Regions from separate parts of the Mus musculus genome. Here region 1 is linked to region 2. Evidence: chromatin contacts called from public HiChIP or PLAC-seq data. All regions are on one chromosome and are shown on one strand. Each heading gives the region's core, a stretch centred on a gene start, on an enhancer-like site or on the middle of the called end of the contact. The rest is flanking DNA. Distances are from core to core; before and after follow the strand shown. Region 1 overlaps 2210408F21Rik (RIKEN cDNA 2210408F21 gene). Region 2 overlaps Lncpint (long non-protein coding RNA, Trp53 induced transcript).

What was found. HiChIP or PLAC-seq counts read pairs in DNA pulled down with a chosen protein or histone mark.
Region 1: a contact with region 2 is called in an H3K27ac HiChIP or PLAC-seq map of heart atrium, with 6 read pairs. The contact joins two enhancer-like sites. A contact is called at or near these places in 2 of 115 datasets of contacts at active chromatin or transcription factors (CD8 T cells and heart atrium).

Annotation. Positions count from the first base shown.
Region 1 is chr6:31,287,201-31,289,900 of GRCm38.p6, reverse strand. All of the region lies in intron 2 of 2210408F21Rik (RIKEN cDNA 2210408F21 gene), which reads right to left. Among named protein-coding and RNA genes, the nearest start is that of Gm38782, 45 kb to the right of the region's middle. Within about 2 kb of position 1,345, at least 85 of the 459 cell types and tissues checked have an H3K27ac peak or open chromatin away from gene starts, as enhancers often do. A contact at or near this core is called in heart atrium, where this site is marked.
Region 2 is chr6:31,112,541-31,115,240 of GRCm38.p6, reverse strand. All of the region lies in intron 3 of Lncpint (long non-protein coding RNA, Trp53 induced transcript), which reads left to right. Among named protein-coding and RNA genes, the nearest start is that of Mir29b-1, 51 kb to the right of the region's middle. Within about 2 kb of position 1,445, at least 89 of the 459 cell types and tissues checked have an H3K27ac peak or open chromatin away from gene starts, as enhancers often do. A contact at or near this core is called in heart atrium, where this site is marked.

The DNA of each region.
Region 1 (2,700 bases), core at 96-2,595, 170 kb before region 2:
AACTAGGTCAAGTGTTGCTTTAAAAAATGCATGGAGCAGACACACTACAGATCACGAGGTGGAAGCATCCTAGACTAATAGTGCTACCTCCTCTTTTTCTTGTCTTCCTCTCCCCTCTGCCTCTCTCCCTCTCCTTTCCTCTATCCAGCAGGTGAGATAGCTGTTAAGAAAATCTCCAAGTCCCTTTAAAAGTTTATTTCAATAACAGTGAACATGAGCGGCAGAAACTGCCTCTCAGGACTCTTCTCGGGTCACAGTCAGTGTTGGGAACTGGTTCACTGGTCATTCACTCAGTGCTGGACAACCATTCAGGAACCAGGCTTAGCTAAGGAACCATCACCAGTTACACATGAGTTTCTCTGGAAAGGTCCTGATTGCAGGCATTCTCCAAGCCAAGCCTCTGGCAATGCTGTGCACCCCCTCCATTCTAAAGGAGCCTCTTTATCCAGATTGACATGGAGCATCTCTCCAGAGGACTTTGAGTTCCATTCTGAGACCTCAACTTTGTCACCTGAGCTCACCTCCAGCCACCCTCTGGCAGTGTTCAGCCAGCAGGGCACTGGCTGCATGCTGACGAAGGTCTTGCTATGCCGCACACCGTGGTCCTCAGGAAGGGCAGCATCAGCATCACCTGGATGGTCAGCATCCGTTGGTAATGCAGCCTAGCTCCCACCCTCAACTGACTGCATCAGAGCCTACAGCTTAAGTTCAGGTTCAGGAAGCAGCGGTCTTAGGGATCATCATCTGCTCAGGGTTGCTTTTGCTGGCAACGTGACTCACCATGTCAGGCTCCCAAGTTGTATCCGTGCATTTTCCATTTCAAGGCTCTACACAGATTTCCCTGCAGTGCTCCCGGGCAAGTGAGCTCGACTTGGATGAGTTCCCACCCAGCGGGCCTCAGGATGGTGGTGCTCTGAGCGGTCACACCGTTATATAGTGCAGCCTCCTGCTAAGCAAGCTATGCCCACCCCCTAGGTCACCCTGCCCTCCTGTTCCCTCAGCTCCAGTGGTACCATGTTCATAAATTGTTGTTAAAGAAGGAAATTACCAGAAAGAAAAAAAAATAATGTCTATAAACCTGCACAGTTTAGAGCTAAAGAATATGTTAAAATTTTCCATTGTGGAAATTTCCCAGCTACTGGGCTCTTTAGATTTTTTTTTTTTCAGAGCTGCAAGCAAAGAATGGAAATTTCCAAACGCAGCATCGAGAGCTGCTGTTCTGCTGACTGTCTGGCTCAGCCGGGGTCATCTGCTTCTCTAAAGACATCAAGGAATGCCAAGGTAGGGCTAAGAGAACACGATGGGCTTCCTCTGCAGGCAGGAAGGAAGATCTTTGCGCGCTGCCTAAGAGCTGGGAGGAGAGGAGAGGAGAGGAGAGGCAGCAGAGGTGACACCCCCTGCTCCCTCCCCCTGAACAGGAAGTCATCCCACTTGACTTCTTTCCAGGGGCAGCTGGCTGGCAGGATTTGTGTTTTTAAAAGACATTCCTAAGGTGGGTGGGAGATACAGAAACATGAGAGAAAGAAATCTTTGTTGGGGTCTAATTTTGAAAGGACTTTACCTGGTAGCTATATCATTCAATCATGTGACCTATCCAAGAAAATCAATCAAAATCTCTCTCTCTCTCTCTCTCTCTCTCTCTCTCTCTCTCTCTCTCTCTCTCTCTCTGTGTGTGTGTGTGTGTGTGTGTGTGTGTGTGTGTGTGTGTGTCTCATGTAGCCAAGGCTGGTCTTGACCTCCTGATCCCCTTTCCTTCACCTCCCAAATGCTGGGATTAAAGGCATGTGCCATTATGCCCAGCATTAATTCTGAATTTAGAATCTTCAAGCTGTACCTCCTGAGACAGCTCTATCTCCTCATCCCCCATAAACCAAACCTTCCACAAATATCCCAGCAGGTTCTGTCCCCACCTCGGCAATAATTTCAACAGGCCTGTTCCTTTCCACTGCAGCTACGTAAAAATACATTCCTGTTCACAGCTGGTCCTGCCGCCTGAGTCAACAGGCATCTAATAGTTCCCTGAGATCTGGCATGTTCCTTCCACCCACGAATGCTGTTCCTACAGAAGTCTCAACAGCAGCAACTCCATGGAAGTTGGTGTCAGGGCGTCAGCTTCCTGCAGACGCCGAAGGACCCCTGAGTGGCTTTGGAACAGAAGGAATATTCTCAAACCTAAGCCATGTGGTTTTTGTCTGACTGAAAGTTTGGTTTCTGTTTGTCACCTTTCAGGAAGTTCTTAACAAACAAGTGTTATCTATGAGTTCTGTGCTCTGCCATCCCCTGGCACCAGGGAAAGGACTGCAATGAAGGGTTTTTGACATCCTTGTTCTTTATACTAAACACTCTTTATTGAAACAAGTTTGATAACAGTGATGAATTTCTGGCAAGAAACTTTAAAAAAAAATCACACAGCGGCCCCTGACTATAAATTCAACACTGCCACAAGTTCGGGACCAATCAGGTCTAGAGGGTGAGACCCTATCTTGACAAGCTGAGCAGGAGCATGGGTTAGGGAGGTGGCTCAGTTGGTGGAATGCTTGCTGTGCAGGCATCTGGACCTGGGATTGGATGCCAGGTACCCTTGTAAAGTCAGGCATGATGGCATGCATCTTTAACCCCAGTGGCAGGGAGGCAGAGATGGGGGGAGCCCTGGGCTCACTGGTCAGCCAGTCTAGCCAAACTGATGAATTCCAGGATCAG
Region 2 (2,700 bases), core at 196-2,695:
AGGATACTATTTATAAGTGCCTGTTAAGTTTCTTTTTCTCATTGTGCTAATCTACTGCCTAATTGTCTTTGCTGCTGGTCACATGACTCCTCCCGCCCATAACACACGCACTTAAAATTCTCACTTCCTGATTGAGCCATCAAGATTACATAAAGTGTAAATCAGCCTAAATACCTAGGAGCAGAAATTTTCAGAGGGAAATTCTGTCATCTTGCTCTGTTTCGTACTTAGCCCTGCATGTGTGGGTCCCAAGCTGAGAGACTGTTAGGGTTGTTTTGTTTTGTTTTGTTTTGTTTCATCTCTTTTCCTTTGAGATTGAATCAGACTTTGCTTTCATTATAAAAAGTAACATGCCAACCAGATAGGCTGTGGGGGTGGTTCCGTTGGAGGAAATCAAAACGGTTCTGATTACCCGGAGAGCCACCCACTTCTTCATGATCCAAAAGAAGAGCCCTGCAGCTCTCAGAGGTAACGATTTCATGTTTCCAACGTGTGCTTGGCCATGCAGCCTTCCTGCTGGTTCTGTCTCTGGCTGGCTGTGTTACCCCTGTTTTATCAGGGGCCTTAACTCTGTCCCATTTCCTCAGGGGAGACTTGAAGCTTGCATGGCATTAGAGCGTGGTGTTTGGGGCCTTTCTGCCGCTCTTCAGCTTGGCTCTGCGTTGTGAACTGGTGTTTCTGTGTTTACCCGACTCTGACAAAGTGCCCGGGCTGCTCTGATAGGTATCTCGGCCTCTATGGTTGTTGTTTAAGGACTTGATGCTTACGAATGCTTCTAGCAAAGGAGCCAAGATAGTTCTCAGCATTCTCACATAAGGTGATTGTGGGCTTGTGGCTATTCTGTAGAACGGCACGAGTGTTATGGCTTCAGGGTTTGATTTTATTTCAAGAGAGTGAGATACGGAGATGTTCTCCTCACAGATGACGTTATGATATGATTCCAGCTACAATTCTTTGCTTTAACATACTCATAGTAAGAACGGAGGGAGGCAAAAGAAAAATGTCTGAGACTTAAAAGAGAAAATTCCTCCTTTTTAAGATAGCACTTAGACAAAGTACCAGAAGTGTGTTCTTTATATTTATCAGCCCTCAACACAGCACTCTGTGAGATCCTGTAATCCTGTGAAATGAGCTTATCAGGAAAGTTTCTGGGGAGCTACATGCGGACGGAAATGAGGTCCTGCCTTCAGTGAAGCACTGGACAAGAATTCTCGCCAATATGGCGGAAGTGAGCAAGGAAGCCAGTCTCTTGAGTGGAAAAGGACCGGCAGGGCTGGGTTTGGATTTGGGGGCTTAAAGGTAGTCTGACATAGCAGACCTTTGCTCTTCTGTAAGCATGTCCAGAGACTACAGCATTTCATGATGGGTCCCATGTGAGCATTGTGGGTTCAGCGCTAAGGCCACCGTCCTGGCCGCACTGCAGTGTTTGTTCACCCGTGGGCTGTGCGAGGCAGCGGGGCAGTGTGTGCAGCCAGCAGCAGCGAGGGTGCTAATGCATGGTCAGTGATGTCAGGAGTTACGCGGCCGGCCGCGGTTTCAAAACACTGCAGTAAACAAGGTCAGAGTGTCCCCCTTTGGCTGGAACGGAGGCTTGTTTTTATGAGCTGGGCAGTACATGGATGAAGTAATTTTCCAAACAAACGTCATATTTATATGTATGTTTTTCTTCTTTCTGAATTAAAAAGAAACAAGTTACCCAGATGAAATTTGTTACCAGTTACATTACAAAGATTACATTTTTTTCTGTTTTTTTTTTTTTTTGTGTGTGTGTGAAGGAAATAATCTAGGTTTCTATTTTATGCTTACTTTTAAAAAATAATTTGTTAATTCTTTGAGACTTTCATGCAGGCATGTATGTTTTGATCATACTTACACTGTACTCTGTCCAGATCCAACTCCCATCTCCCTACACACACCCATATTTCATATCCCCTAATCTAAGAATTTTAAATACATGGTAGATATTAAATCATGGTAGATTTCAGTCACATTCAGTAGCAACATGATTCGCCTTGTCTTCTACTTCTGGTTTTGACGTGGACGGGTTTCTAAGCTAAAGAAATTTACTGGTACAGATACTGCGCACGCACGGCATGGTCCTTGTCTTAAGGCGTTCCCCAACCTTGAACCTGAGAGTGCCAGAGAGTGGTGTCTCTCAATGTTTATAGGCGCAGTTAGGCTGGGCTGGCCACAGGGTTCTGGAGGTAACAAGTGTGTGTCTCTGTGTGTCTGTGTCTGTCTGTGTGTAGTGAGTGACAACAGCAGTGAGACCACGTGACATCCAGAGGTCATCTCTGTCTGCGCTGGGGATTCCTTGTTCTCAAAAGTGTCTTCAGTAGCTCTGAAATGAATTGTGAACTTGTGGCATCGATAGGCGGGCAGGCGCTTTGGTGTTGTTCCACAGTAAACCTGGCTGTATGAGTCCAGGCACAGCTTTTGTAATGAAACCAGGGCCTTGAGGAGAAGCAGTTGCCGGGCAGCCAGAACACAACCTGCTTGCAGCTGGGAAGCGGAGTAAGTTGTTTTTTTTTTTGTTTCTTTGGTCAGTCTCTTCTGCATGTTTTTTCTTGTTAACAATGTTAGATCCTCAATACCTGGCAAGCGCCAAGCTTCCTCCCCCCACCCCCCGCCCCGCCCCTGCCAAGTCATGTGGAAATGGGGGATATAGTTTGTTATGTCTGATTGCTTCATTTCTGCCCT